2 separate regions of the Mus musculus genome follow, and region 1 is linked to region 2. A link is a contact called in public Hi-C data. All regions are on one chromosome and are shown on one strand. Each heading gives the region's core, a stretch centred on a gene start, on an enhancer-like site or on the middle of the called end of the contact. The rest is flanking DNA. Distances are from core to core; before and after follow the strand shown.

Region 1 (6,123 bases), core at 182-2,681, 140 kb before region 2:
CACCATCAATTCCCGTTCCTGAAGAGCTAGCTGATGTGTCTAGGGAGGGAGGCATGGCCCTAGGGGAGGGTATCTGACATGCCAGGCTCAGACTGTGTCATCTCCACTCTGCTCAGCAACCTCATGACACAGTTGTAGCTCATGCATATCTTATGGGTAGAGGGGATGCTCCAGGAGATGCAGAGGCCCTGAGCATGCACAGCTTCTGACTGGTTCTGTGCACAATCCATGCCATCAGTGAGTATTCAAGCTCAAGCAAGCACTTACTTTTGATATATTTTTAAAGAATGAGTTTACAATTTTAAAAATGAGTTGCTGAGCAAAATGAAGCCACACCCCCTTGTTCCATTTGCCATGTGACACCGCAGAGAAAGGTGTGGATGTCACCAGAAGGTCTGCCTTGTTTGCACAGAAGTCATATTCTTACTTGCCATATGCACTAGCTCATACTTCTTAGATGTTCAAGTTTACATGCTATAGGAAGACAAGAGCCTACGGTAAGAAAATCGTGAGTCAAAATTTGAAAGGCATTTTCTTTTATTTATATATGCATTTTGTGCATGCACAGACCTATACATGCAATGATATATGTGTGCATATGCATACACATGTGCATGCACGGAGCCAGAATAAGCACAATAGCATATTCCCTGAAACTCGGGAACTCACGATCTGTCAGGACTTCTAAGAGGAAAAAAAAAGTGAAGAATTACAGGGAGTCCATGGAATTCATAAAGAGAATTGGACTGATTCTTACAGCTTTGGGACTACATTTGTTCAGTGTTGGGGGGTGGAGCAGTACTGGAAGTGAGCCTCAGTTTATACCTTTTGGGCCATTAGGAACTTCCCAATGGCCTGATCAAGACAAAAGGGATTCCCTCATCAGGGAATGAGTTTCCCATCACCAGAAATATGTAAGGAAAGGCTGGGAAACCACACAACAGGGATGCTGCAAAGAGAAAGCCAAATATCAAGAGGAAGCTGGGGTCAGGAAAGACTGGGATGGCTAGAGGCTTTCAACATCCTCAACAGCCTAGCCACGGAACTGGAGAAAGACCCAAACTGGTTTTAAAAAGATCTCATGAGCAGCACTTTATTGGCCGTATCTCTAACTATCCCTTGTCAGTATGGGGCACCAAAGGACCTACTTACACATTGCTTTGGAATACCCCCTCAGTCTTCGCAGCTGACAAAACTCCACTTACGCTGATTAATGCTCTGATCCTTCCAACTGCCCCACCAGTCAGCTTCCCAGAGGAGGCTCCAAGAGGTGATGAGCGCTGCCCAAAATGACGCAGCTGGTAAATGACATATCCTCCTGGCACCATGCACTGGTATTCTTGCCAGTGTAGTTTGACTGCCTCTACTCTGGGCCAAGGACTGGGCGAGCACCCAGGATCCCAAGCCGGCTTCTGACATCTGTGTCGTCCTCCTCTCGTGGCTCATACGTAAAGGGAATGTTTGCCCGGCTTGCTCCTGCCAGGTACCAGCTCACTACTCACGTAGAGGACTCTTTTACGTCCCCAGGAGTCCTTCCTAGGGAAATAACACTGGACTCCTGAGAAGCCCAGATTATTTGACTCTCCAGGCAAGCTAATGAACTGTTTGAGACTTAAGATTCAGGAAGCCCTACAGCATGGGGAGAAGACAACGCAGGCCAGAAGAACAGAGAGGTGCAGCCCCTCCTCCTGTAGCCTGCCTTCTGCTCACCGGTTACCACCTCTCTGGAGTGGCACTTCCACCTGCCCGAGGCCATTCCTCCTTGGGCAGGGAGCCCATCAGATTTTACAAGCCAGGCAGGGTCAGGCCTAGTGAAAACGTGAATGGGAATGCCCAGAACAACAAAGGCAGCAGGCGTTTTCCCTCGGAAGATGGGGTGAGCCAAGCCACAGACTGCCAGTTATGGGGCATCCAGAGCATGACCTCTGCAAAACCCCTAAATGAACACCAACTGAGGACATACCTGCTGGGATTAGCGAAGTTTTATCAAAACTCCCCTACCTCCGCAGAAGTGGTATAATTCCGACGATTTTGATGAAGTAAAATCACTTTGAATTACTAGAAGACAACTAAGCTAGCAAATCAGAACTATATATAAATCAGGGTGGGGAAAACGATTTCAGAATGCCACAGAGTAACTGTTTTAGGCTTCGTGGACATAATAGTTTTATAGTGTGAAAACTCCATAGGAGATATGGAAATGGATGTGTGTGCCTGGTTTAAAAAAAAAAAGAACAACCTTGCATTAATACACACAAACTGGAATTTTGTGTAATTTCCGTACATCATAAAATGTGTTCTTCTTTGATTCTTTTGACAGCCATTCAAAGTTGTAAAAACGACACTTTTAGCTCATAGCTGTAAGAGAACAGATGGGATGAGTTCATCTTGGAGGCTTCGGTTTTCCTGTTTCTCTTCTGAGGCAACACTTCTCAACTATATATGGCAAGCAGGCCATTTGTAAAGATTTTCGAGCTTTCTTGCTCATACATTTGTAAATGTATATAAAAATGGGCTACAAAAAAAACCCAAAAAACAAAAACAACAACAAAAAAAAACAGGCCAAGAGGAAAGAGAAGGGTCAGGAGTGATAGCACCAGCCTATGGTCCCAGCACTGTGCAGGGGGTTGGGGAAGGTCCTGGCCAGCCTGGGCTACATGGTGAAGACCCGTTTCAAACAAATAAACAGTCTTGGTCTTATTGATGAGTTCCGGTGTAAACAAATAGGAAGGAGATAAAGAAAAGGAGGGAGAGAGGGAAGAGCAGGAAGGCAGAAGGGAAGGAAAAAGAAGGAAGCAGAGAGAAAGGAAAAGGAGAGAGGAAAGAGAATGAGAAAGAAGAAAAGAGTTGAGAGAGAGAGAGAGATTATGAATATAATGGTTAATTATATCTGTGGGCTTGACTCGATAGTACCTGCACATGAGTTAATCTCTCTTTCTGGGTGTGTATGTGAGGGCATACAGGATGGATGGTTGCGTTTGATTTTTCAGACTCCTCCTTAAAATGGTTTGCACGTCTGTGTGTGCGTGGGGGGTGGGGGTGAGGGTGGGGGTGGGGGTGGGGGATCTGATCCACAGAGCACCTGAATGGAACCAAAGAAGAAGGAAGGGAGAAGCTGTTCCTCCTGAGAGCGGAATATGCTTCTCCTTCTTCCCTTGAACCAAAACTTGCACCACTGGCCTCTCGGGATCTCGGCATTGGGAGATAGCACAGGCGCGAGTTTTCCTGCGTCTACAGTTTGCACCCAGCAGAGCAGATGGTTCAGCCTTTGTAACCATAAGAAGGATTTCTCATAATTAATCTCATAATGATGCAAATATCATCTATCCTGTTCTTAGGTAGTTCATATATACATACATGCATGTATATATGGCTTTGTTTTTCTGGAGCGCTCTAATGCTTTGGACACAGACACTTGGTCAGATATGTGCTGTATAATTTTTTTCCTGATGTGCTATTTGCCTTTCCATTTTTTTAAACAGAAGCTTGAAAAGATGAAAAGGTCTTGATTTTGATGAAGTAAAGATTTCCAGTTTTTATTTTCCAGTTAATATTTTCTCTGCTCTAAAAGTTCAACCTCATATTTAAATCTATGACTCAAGTTAAATTCTGCTCCTTCTGTGAAGTAAAAGTCACGACCCTTATTATATATCTATTTATCACTTGATCTTCCAATGATGCTTATGCTAATGTGGAATGGATCAGCCCTACTTCGACGAACAGTATAGATCACTGTGTTCAGCTTGATCAGGTGTGTATGCTGGAATGTCTAGATCTCTCAACTCACCTGGATGTCTACTCTTAAGTTACTATTCCTGTAGTTTAATGATTATAGCTATTCATTAATTCTTAAACCTGGATACTTGTCTTTCTCAAAACTTTTGGCTTTTCATGTTTCAGTAAGTCTTGAAGTTAAATAAAAACAGACCCTGACATTTTGACTGCAGTCACACTGGGCAGTGGATCAGTAGGTCTGATACGAATTCTTCTGGTGACCATGGTATAACATTTAACTTGTTAAAAATTCTTTTAAATTTCTCTCCATGACATAAAGAAAGAAAGAAGTGATGATATTAATTGTCTCAGTTCAATTAGCACATATTGTACCCTTCTGTTGAATACCACTGCTGTCTGCAAGTGACAAGTTTGTGGCCATCCTGGTCCACGTTACACCTTGTATGAGAAAGAAAAGGGCAAGAAAGGAAGGAAAGAAGGAAGGAAGAAGGAAGGAAAGAAAAAAGAAAGAGAGAGGGGAAGGAAGGAAGGAAGGAAGGAAGGAAGGAAGGAAGGAAGGAAGGAAGGAAGGAAGGAAGGAAGGAAGGAAGGAAGAGAGAGAGAAGCAAGCAGGCAAGAAGGCTTACCCCTCTGAAAAGAAAATCAGAAAGAAACATCACATAGCACTCAAGGAATAAGTTCAATTATGTCAGTCCTCGTCTTAATGTTGTCTTCACCCACAGCCGCATTCCTTCTGGATTCTCTGGAGGCTGATCTAGCTCTTGCCCTTTACAGCTTGTAGGGACCACCTACAGTCTCTGGCTGGTGGTCTTGGCTATCCATCTTCAGAGCCAGCAACCCCAGTCTGGGTTTCTTCTGAGCTGCCATCTCTCTTGTACTCTGTCTTTGCCCTCTTTCTTCTGTTGTAATGGTATTGGGCCCTTCTAGATGCAGGAGAGTCATCTTTCCTTTTCAATGCAAGCTTATTAGCAACCTTAATTTCATGGGAAACTCTACCCTGTCATAACAACCTATGTTCAAGGGTGCTAAGACTTAGGATGCCGTAAGTCAGCCTGTCATTCATGGTCTCTGACATTGAGATTTTAATCTGATAAGACATATTTCAAACTTCTAATACATCCAGTACATATCTGTGTTGTTCTAAATTATTACAGCATTTGTGATAATGTGCATGCAGACATGCATGTGTATGTGGGTGTGGAGTGTATGTGTGTGTGTGTGTCTGTGTGTGTGTCTGTGTGTGTGTGTGTGTGTGTGTGTGTGTGTGTGAATGTGTGTGGTAGGGACATGTGAAAGCCAGAAGTTAATGTCATTTTCCACTTGACTTTTGAGTCAAGGTCTCTCAAGGAATCTTAGTGACCGCCCCAATTTTGCTATAATTGAGTTTGTATATCCTACCAACTGATTAGAAAGATTTAATGCCATAATAATAAGAATTATACTGTAGATTTTTGTTCCTTTTTTTCAGTTCTTTAATGTTTTTCTCATAAATTTCAGTAATTAGAAGGTACTTGCAGCAGCGAAGGCTACCTGGTAAACATACCCATTCATCACTCTGAAGCCTTCTAAATGGCCAACAGTATCTTTTGAGTTTCACACATAACCTGGGTTTTCACCCGCACAGTTTGAGCAGTTTGTCTTTCCCCCGCAGTCTTGCTCTATAACTATGTGTGCTATTTTCAAAGTATGTTTTTTTTTTCATCATTTCCTTTTAACCTTTGTTATGTGTTGTATCTGTATTTACCCATGTATATAAGTGTTGCCACCCGTGTGTGAACATGTAAAAGCCAGAAGTCCACACATCAGGGTAACTTCCTCTATCTCTCTCCACTTTAATTTTTGAGATAGGTCTCTCACTGAACCTAGAGCTCACTGATTGGCCAGGCTGCCCAGCCAGTAAGCCATCAGGACCCACTCATCCCTGCTTTTCCCAACACCCAGAGCTGAGATTAGAGGCAGATATTATAAGACAGAGCTATTACATGCGTTCTGAGTTCTGAGCTCAGGTCCTCCTGCTTGCACAGAAAGCACTTTACCCACTAGCCACCTCCCCAGCCCCCTTTCTTGAAGAGAGAATATTATTGGATCAAGACTCTTTATACCACATTACCATCTCTTCTTTTTAGGGAAAGTATCAAACCATTCATATCTAAAGCAATTATTGGTAAACTGAGTGCAATTCTACCATCTTGGTATTTATTTTTAAGGGTCTGATGGAATTCATATCCCTTTCTTTCTCATTTCTTTTGTTTAGTATTACATTTCACTTCCCCTGTTTGCATATGTTTTTAATAATAGGTGTAGTATTTAGAATATAGATCTTTCTCATGATCTACAATAGTCTACAACTGTAAAATGCTACAATAGTTCATGTAAAATGTTATATTG
Region 2 (6,012 bases), core at 1,587-4,086:
CCAGAAGTGGATTTTAGCTTCCAGTCTCACTGTCTCTAGTGAGGCACTTCCAATAGGTAGGTCCACTCCTTAGGTTTTCCACATCCTCCCAAAGGGATACCACCAGCTGGAGACCAAGGTTTTGAGCCTGTGAGCTGGTAGGAGACACTTCAGATTTTAACTATGACAGTATTCAACAGAAATGCACACACTAAGATAGTCACAGCCACACCATTCAGAACAGCAACTCAACTAACTGTCAATCACAAAATGGATAAGTAAATAGAAGCACACAGTATTACACACTGAGAACAATGGTAATGTGCTTTTATGGGTGACATCAGAGAAAACTGTCCTAGACATAACAGTGAACCAGAGAAGCCAACTGCATGTTTACTGCAGGACAGGGCACAATGGCTAGCAAGAATCACTGAGGTGCCCCATGATGCATTGAAATGTGTGGTTATAATGCTGTCTAATAAGTTAGCCCAAATTTTGGGTCTTAACATAACAGTCATTTCATTGTTTGTCATGAATCTGTGACTCAGGGCTAGGCTAAGCAATTCTTGTGTTTCATGTGGTTTTTGACCAAGGCCTCTCAATAGTCCAAGAGAGCTCTCCTTACAAAGTCAGTGCTTCAGCAGTCATCTGCAGAAGGCTGGCCTCCACCAACACTGTGGACAGCGTGGCTGTGCATGCCCTTTAATGAGGCAGTCCCTGGGCTAGTAGACTCCAGGTGTTTCTGGAAACAGTTGCTAAGAAACCCACCAAGTAGCATCCCATCTTCTTATGCCCTAGCTTAAGCACCACTTCCACTACATTGTGTTGCATTAGAGAAGTCAGTAAGGCCAGTCCAGCATCAAGAAGAGAAAGAGAGTCTACTGCTTTGAGGAAGGGATATGTGTACATAGAGACTGAGAACTGATGGCGGTCATCTTGGAAACATGCTAACTGTGTCTGTTTGGGCAGTGACTACAGGGATCTCTTCGGTTTGTGACAGTCTAGCAAGCCACACACCTGTGATATGTCCCTCTTCCTGTGCATATAATTGCAACAAAAGGGTTTACATTTGAACTGGATTATTAAGAAGAATAACTCCACTTGCGTTGATCAGGCTGATCTCTTTGTGGCCCTCCTGTGTGTTAGTGGATAGCCCTGCCTCCCCAGAGTCTCCTGACCCCATCCCCAGCTTGAGTTAGAGATGTGAACTCTTTTGGGCTTCTTTTCCTGTGAAGGCTTCATTCCAACGAGGAAGCAAAGCAACACTTGCCTCACACTATTAGCGTGAGGAAGGACGAGACAACTTTAAGTAAACTTCCAGCCTATCTTGGATGCTCCGTGAATGAGCATTTCCGTTCAAACTCTGGCCACTTGCACAGACTCCTGACTCCTCTGCTGACAGGGATTAGGAGTTTAGACTTCTTAGAAGTCCTGACAGGATTCCAGTGAGCCCAAACCCTCCCTCCTCCCTGGGGTCCTTCCCTATAAACAGAGTCCTATAAGTCTGTGCTCTCTCTCACCTGCCACCCTACATGGAGGCCTGGGTCAGATGTGCTGAAAACACTCTGTGGCCTCTAGAACAGGGCCAAAGTCCCACAAGTGAAGTGACAAATGAATCAACTCAGCCAGGGCTTAGTCATTCTTAGGTACTTTCCACACAGACACATCGAGATGGTTACCAGAGAAAAGTCTGCCTGCCGACCTCACAGCTGCCCAGAGAAAATGTTGTTGTAACCTTTCCTTCACAGGGGAACAAGCAGCATCACTCTCCTTTCCTTCCCGTCCTTTCTGGAGCGAGATGCCCTGGCAAGGGAGCTGAAGTGCTTGTTTTTGTTTACCCTGGAGGAAGTTTCCAGATAGTTCTGAATCCAGGGCTTTGAATATGGGGCCGGCCCTTCAAGTCTTAGGCACTTAATGTCTAAGTGCATAAACAACTCCTCAGAGGCCACTGTCACTGGCCATCCAGATTCTCGGCCTTCCCAGCTAGCTCTCTGGTCAACAAGAGTATCCTTTAGGCTTTCAGATTCCAGAAAGACTGTGGAAGACTGTCCAAGCCCCTCACACTGATGTAGAGCGAGCTGGCTTCGCATACTTGTTATCCCAGAAATCAATAGGTCAAGCAGGAAGACTACCATAAGTAGTACCATACCAGCCTGGGCTACTTAGTGAGTGCTGGGTCTGCCTGGTCGACAATATGAGGTTGTTGTTTGCTTGTATGTATGTATATTTGTTTGTTTGTTTGTTTAATAAACAAAAATGTCTTCCCTTCCACCTGAGACATTAGATTGTAACTTCCTGGTCCCCTGTTCTTGCTTCTTAGTAATGGGGATTAAGAGTGCTCACCCAAAAATGGAGGGAAAGGCACATGAAGAAATGATCACAGCCTGGAACTCTCGCCCTCTGCTCCAATTCTTCAATCATTTCTGTGCAACCTTTCTCTATTTAAATTTCCTCTTTTACTTCCTATGTACTATCTCATTCTGTCTCCTCTCCTCTCCTCTCCTCTCCTCTCCTCTCCTCTCCTCTCCTCTCCTCTCCTCTCTTTTCTTCTCTGTTATCTGTATTTTTTTCTGCCTTGTTTTTAAGCCTCAGTCCAACCCCTACCCCATTCATAGCCATTTCTCTGTCTGGTATAGCTTTGGCGTGCAGCTATTGAAAGCTAGCCAGACTCTGGTTAAAAAACGTTGCAATTCTTGGCCGGTGTTTCTCTCCTTCCAAACGAGGGTGATGTTTCAGGCATAGGAAGTCCTGCCATCCATTTAGGCCCCAGGGAAGAAAAATAGCACAGCCTTTGTGTGTGGCCTTAGGTGGATGGTGAAGTGGGCCTCTGCATACTCACAGAAATAAGTCTGGTGTTTCAGAGAATTGTGAAATGTGTGCAGGCAATGTGTCATCCCAACAACAGTGAGTCAGTCTCCAGGCCCAGGCCCAAAGCTGGCTGCCTTTGCTTTCTAAATAGAAAGTGTATTCCTGGCCAGCCAGGCATTAGCAGAGGAGTGGTGGGTGAGTGAATGGACAGAGAAGCAGAGAAGACGTGCTAGTCCATACATCACAGGTTCCCAGGAAAATCAGGCTCCCCCTTTTCGGCCATCATTGGGAAGAGGGGCCCCTTAGTCTTGCAAACTTTATATGCCCCAGTACAGGGGAATGCCAGGACCAAGAAGTGGGAGTGGGTGGGTAGGGGAGCAGGGCGGGCGGGGGGGTTATAGGGGACTTTTGGGATAGCATTTGAAATGTAGATGAAGAAAATATCCAATAAAAAATTGAAAAAAAGGAAAATTTGTAAAAGAGCATTCTTTTTCCTTCTTTCCTAGTCACTTGAATCTGGTGTGTGTGTGTGTGTGTGTGTGTGTGTGTGTGTGTGTGTGTGTGAACTTTGCCCTTTGTCATTTATTTCAGCCTGAGCTTCCAGAGTGACCTTCCAAAATAAAGCCATAAAACTGCGACACAGTGGCCTAGATGACCTGAATGTGATAATCAGCCTCAATCAAATGGAGTTCAAAATCTCATCTTACCTTCCACTAACACTGTGAGAAGAGACAGAGACAGAGACAGAGACAGAGACAGAGACAGAGACAGAGACAGAGACAGAGACAGAGACAGAGACAGAGGCAGAGGCAGAGGCAGAGGCAGAGGCAGAGGCAGAGGCAGAGGCAGATAGAGACAGAGACAGAGACCAAACACAGAGAACATTCATGCATATGTATGGGTATTATTTGGGTATTACTGAGTAAATTTCCAAGCTCTCTGGAATCTTAGCATCACATTAGCTAAGAGGACCTGTCTGTCATGTATACCAGTGCTGTGTGCATGTGTGTGCATTCATGTATGTGTGCATGTCTGAGGGTACATCACTGGGTTTAAAAAACAATCTCTTTAGAGTCTCTGTCAATTCAAAACAAAACAAAAAACCCCTGCCTGCTCTTTCATGAAGTTTAAAGAAGGTAGCAACACTCACAGCAGGCGAGCATGGCATTCAGATGTCCTTATCTAACAAAAAGATGCTGTAGTTTGGAATGAATGTCCCCAGAGACCTATGTATCTGATACTTGGTCCGCATTCTGTGCTGCAACTGGGAGATCATAGGATGCTGAGGACATAGAAACTTGTGGAAGGAAAGGAGGTCATTGAAGGAGAGATTTGAGACCTGCCCATTTATGACCACAGTGATGTACTGCTATTCCAACACTATCAAATTCTGGACCAACAAGACCAGGGATTGAAACCAGGAACAAAAACAAACGTTTCCCTTTTATAAGTTGACTACTTTGGGTATTTATGTCACAGTGACAGAGAGCTGACTACCAAGAAGAGTCACAGCCTTAACTCCTCTTCATTCTCCAGCCTTCGGGTTGTTCTTTGGGTTGTCCTTCCAGAGAGTTTGAGCACTAGGCAACTTCAGCATCAGCAACAGCAGTAGCTACTACAGCAACTTTACCCCATTTGCTAGGGAAACGGAATATTAAAAGAAGACACACAGGACCCAGGGTCTTGTGTGCCAGCATCGTGGGCAGGCAGGGCTCCCTTTCATCCCTGGCAAACCAGATGCCAGAGTCATGTGGCTTCCACAACACCAGAGGAAGTGATGCAACCACCATCTAGCTTTGGGTCAGCCTGGAGAAAAGTGTTCTGTTACAGCGTGGGTGGTGCTGGCTTTCAGCTCAGCCTGCACCCTCTCCTAAGCCCACAGCAAAAGGGCAAGTAGATCCTGCCTCAGAGCAGACAATGCCCATTCGCCTTGCCCTCTGTAGCACTATCCCAGCCCTTACAGAGGGCTCAGCCAGGCCAGTCATTTCTGGCCATGGTTCACCCTTTCCCTTACCCTTGCTCCAACCCATAAGTTGTCCTCACAACAAACACCTGTTTCTTTTGGCAGGGACCCTGTAAGGTCCAGCCACACACTACTGACTTGATATGCACAAGAAGCAATATAATTGACTTCAATTATAATAACTACATCCATTAAAAAAACCTATGTAATGTTCATTCAGCAACCTAGGTAATGTGCAATTAATGACATTACCATATAAATTGTGCAGTGGGTCACTAATATGCAGATTATGTATAATGTTCAACATCTGTATTAATTATAGCACATGCCAGAAAAGTACGGCACTGAAAACTAGCAGTCCTGTCTTGGTTCTAAACCGTTTTGATTGTGCACGAACTCCTTTTTACGGGGGAGTTTTTTCTTTCATTGGAATATTTGCTTCCAGGTCTTTTATGCAAAGATGACCTTTACTGAGAAAAGAGAAGAAACTCTGAGAATCTCGTTAGAGCTGTGCTTGGGTAAACCTGAGAAGGCTCTGTTAGTTATTGCTCTGGGAACACGACCATCACCCTGAGGACGGAGTTCAGATTTCTGGGTTCTCGCCTAGACTCTGGTGATATTTTCCCTGCCAATCACAGCATGTCCACCAGGACATCCATTATCTTGGAAACAGTCATAATAAGCCTCGATGATGCTTACATTACCAAGACATTAAAGAGATGACCTCACTACAGACACCAGCATGCTTTGCAGATTCGAGACAGTCACAGAATTGAGCTGAGTTCTCAATGGGAAGGCTTCTATTCTTCCCTTTATGTGGCTCATTTGTTTGTGGGCATCAAAGGATTTCAACAACGGATGCCTTCTAAGTGGGTTTTCTTTTCTTTCTTCTTCTTTTGCCATAAATATACTGTTGGCACTATTTGGTGCCTGGAGTTGCCTCCTCCATTTTGCAGAATTTAGAAACTTGAGGGTAAGGCAAGTTAGCCAAGGTTATTCCAAAGAACAAACCTATGTCGGGAAGGAGATGATAGAAAATTGTCAGAGAGGTGTATATCCTAACTCTTACTGTTTCACCCCTGACTTCCATCTCTGTGCCCAGCCTTCACCTCCACAGGTGGGGACAAGCCAGTCTCTGAGCACACATCGCCATCATGTTCTTCTCCCATCACCTGCTGCCCATCAGGAGAGTCCTGATGGACCCACCCCGCACTGATCACCAGTCTAATCTCTAATCTACATTCAACACTCCTGGAAGCATT

The links. Hi-C and Micro-C count contacts between places; a contact is called where the count stands out from the background.
Region 1: a contact with region 2 is called in a Hi-C map of muscle stem cells, with 1.8 times the contacts expected there. The contact joins two enhancer-like sites. A contact is called at or near these places in 1 of 15 datasets of contacts at CTCF or cohesin (the NIH/3T3 cell line), 2 of 484 Hi-C or Micro-C datasets (the 3T3-L1 cell line and muscle stem cells) and 2 of 115 datasets of contacts at active chromatin or transcription factors (embryonic stem cells and fibro-adipogenic progenitors).

What each region holds. Positions count from the first base shown.
Region 1 is chr4:55,870,734-55,876,856 of GRCm38.p6, reverse strand. No RefSeq gene overlaps it. Among named protein-coding and RNA genes, the nearest start is that of Gm34482, 80 kb to the left of the region's middle. Within about 2 kb of position 1,431, at least 28 of the 459 cell types and tissues checked have an H3K27ac peak or open chromatin away from gene starts, as enhancers often do. A contact at or near this core is called in fibro-adipogenic progenitors and muscle stem cells, where this site is marked.
Region 2 is chr4:55,729,050-55,735,061 of GRCm38.p6, reverse strand. No RefSeq gene overlaps it. Among named protein-coding and RNA genes, the nearest start is that of Gm12511, 160 kb to the right of the region's middle. Within about 2 kb of position 2,836, at least 131 of the 459 cell types and tissues checked have an H3K27ac peak or open chromatin away from gene starts, as enhancers often do. A contact at or near this core is called in fibro-adipogenic progenitors and muscle stem cells, where this site is marked.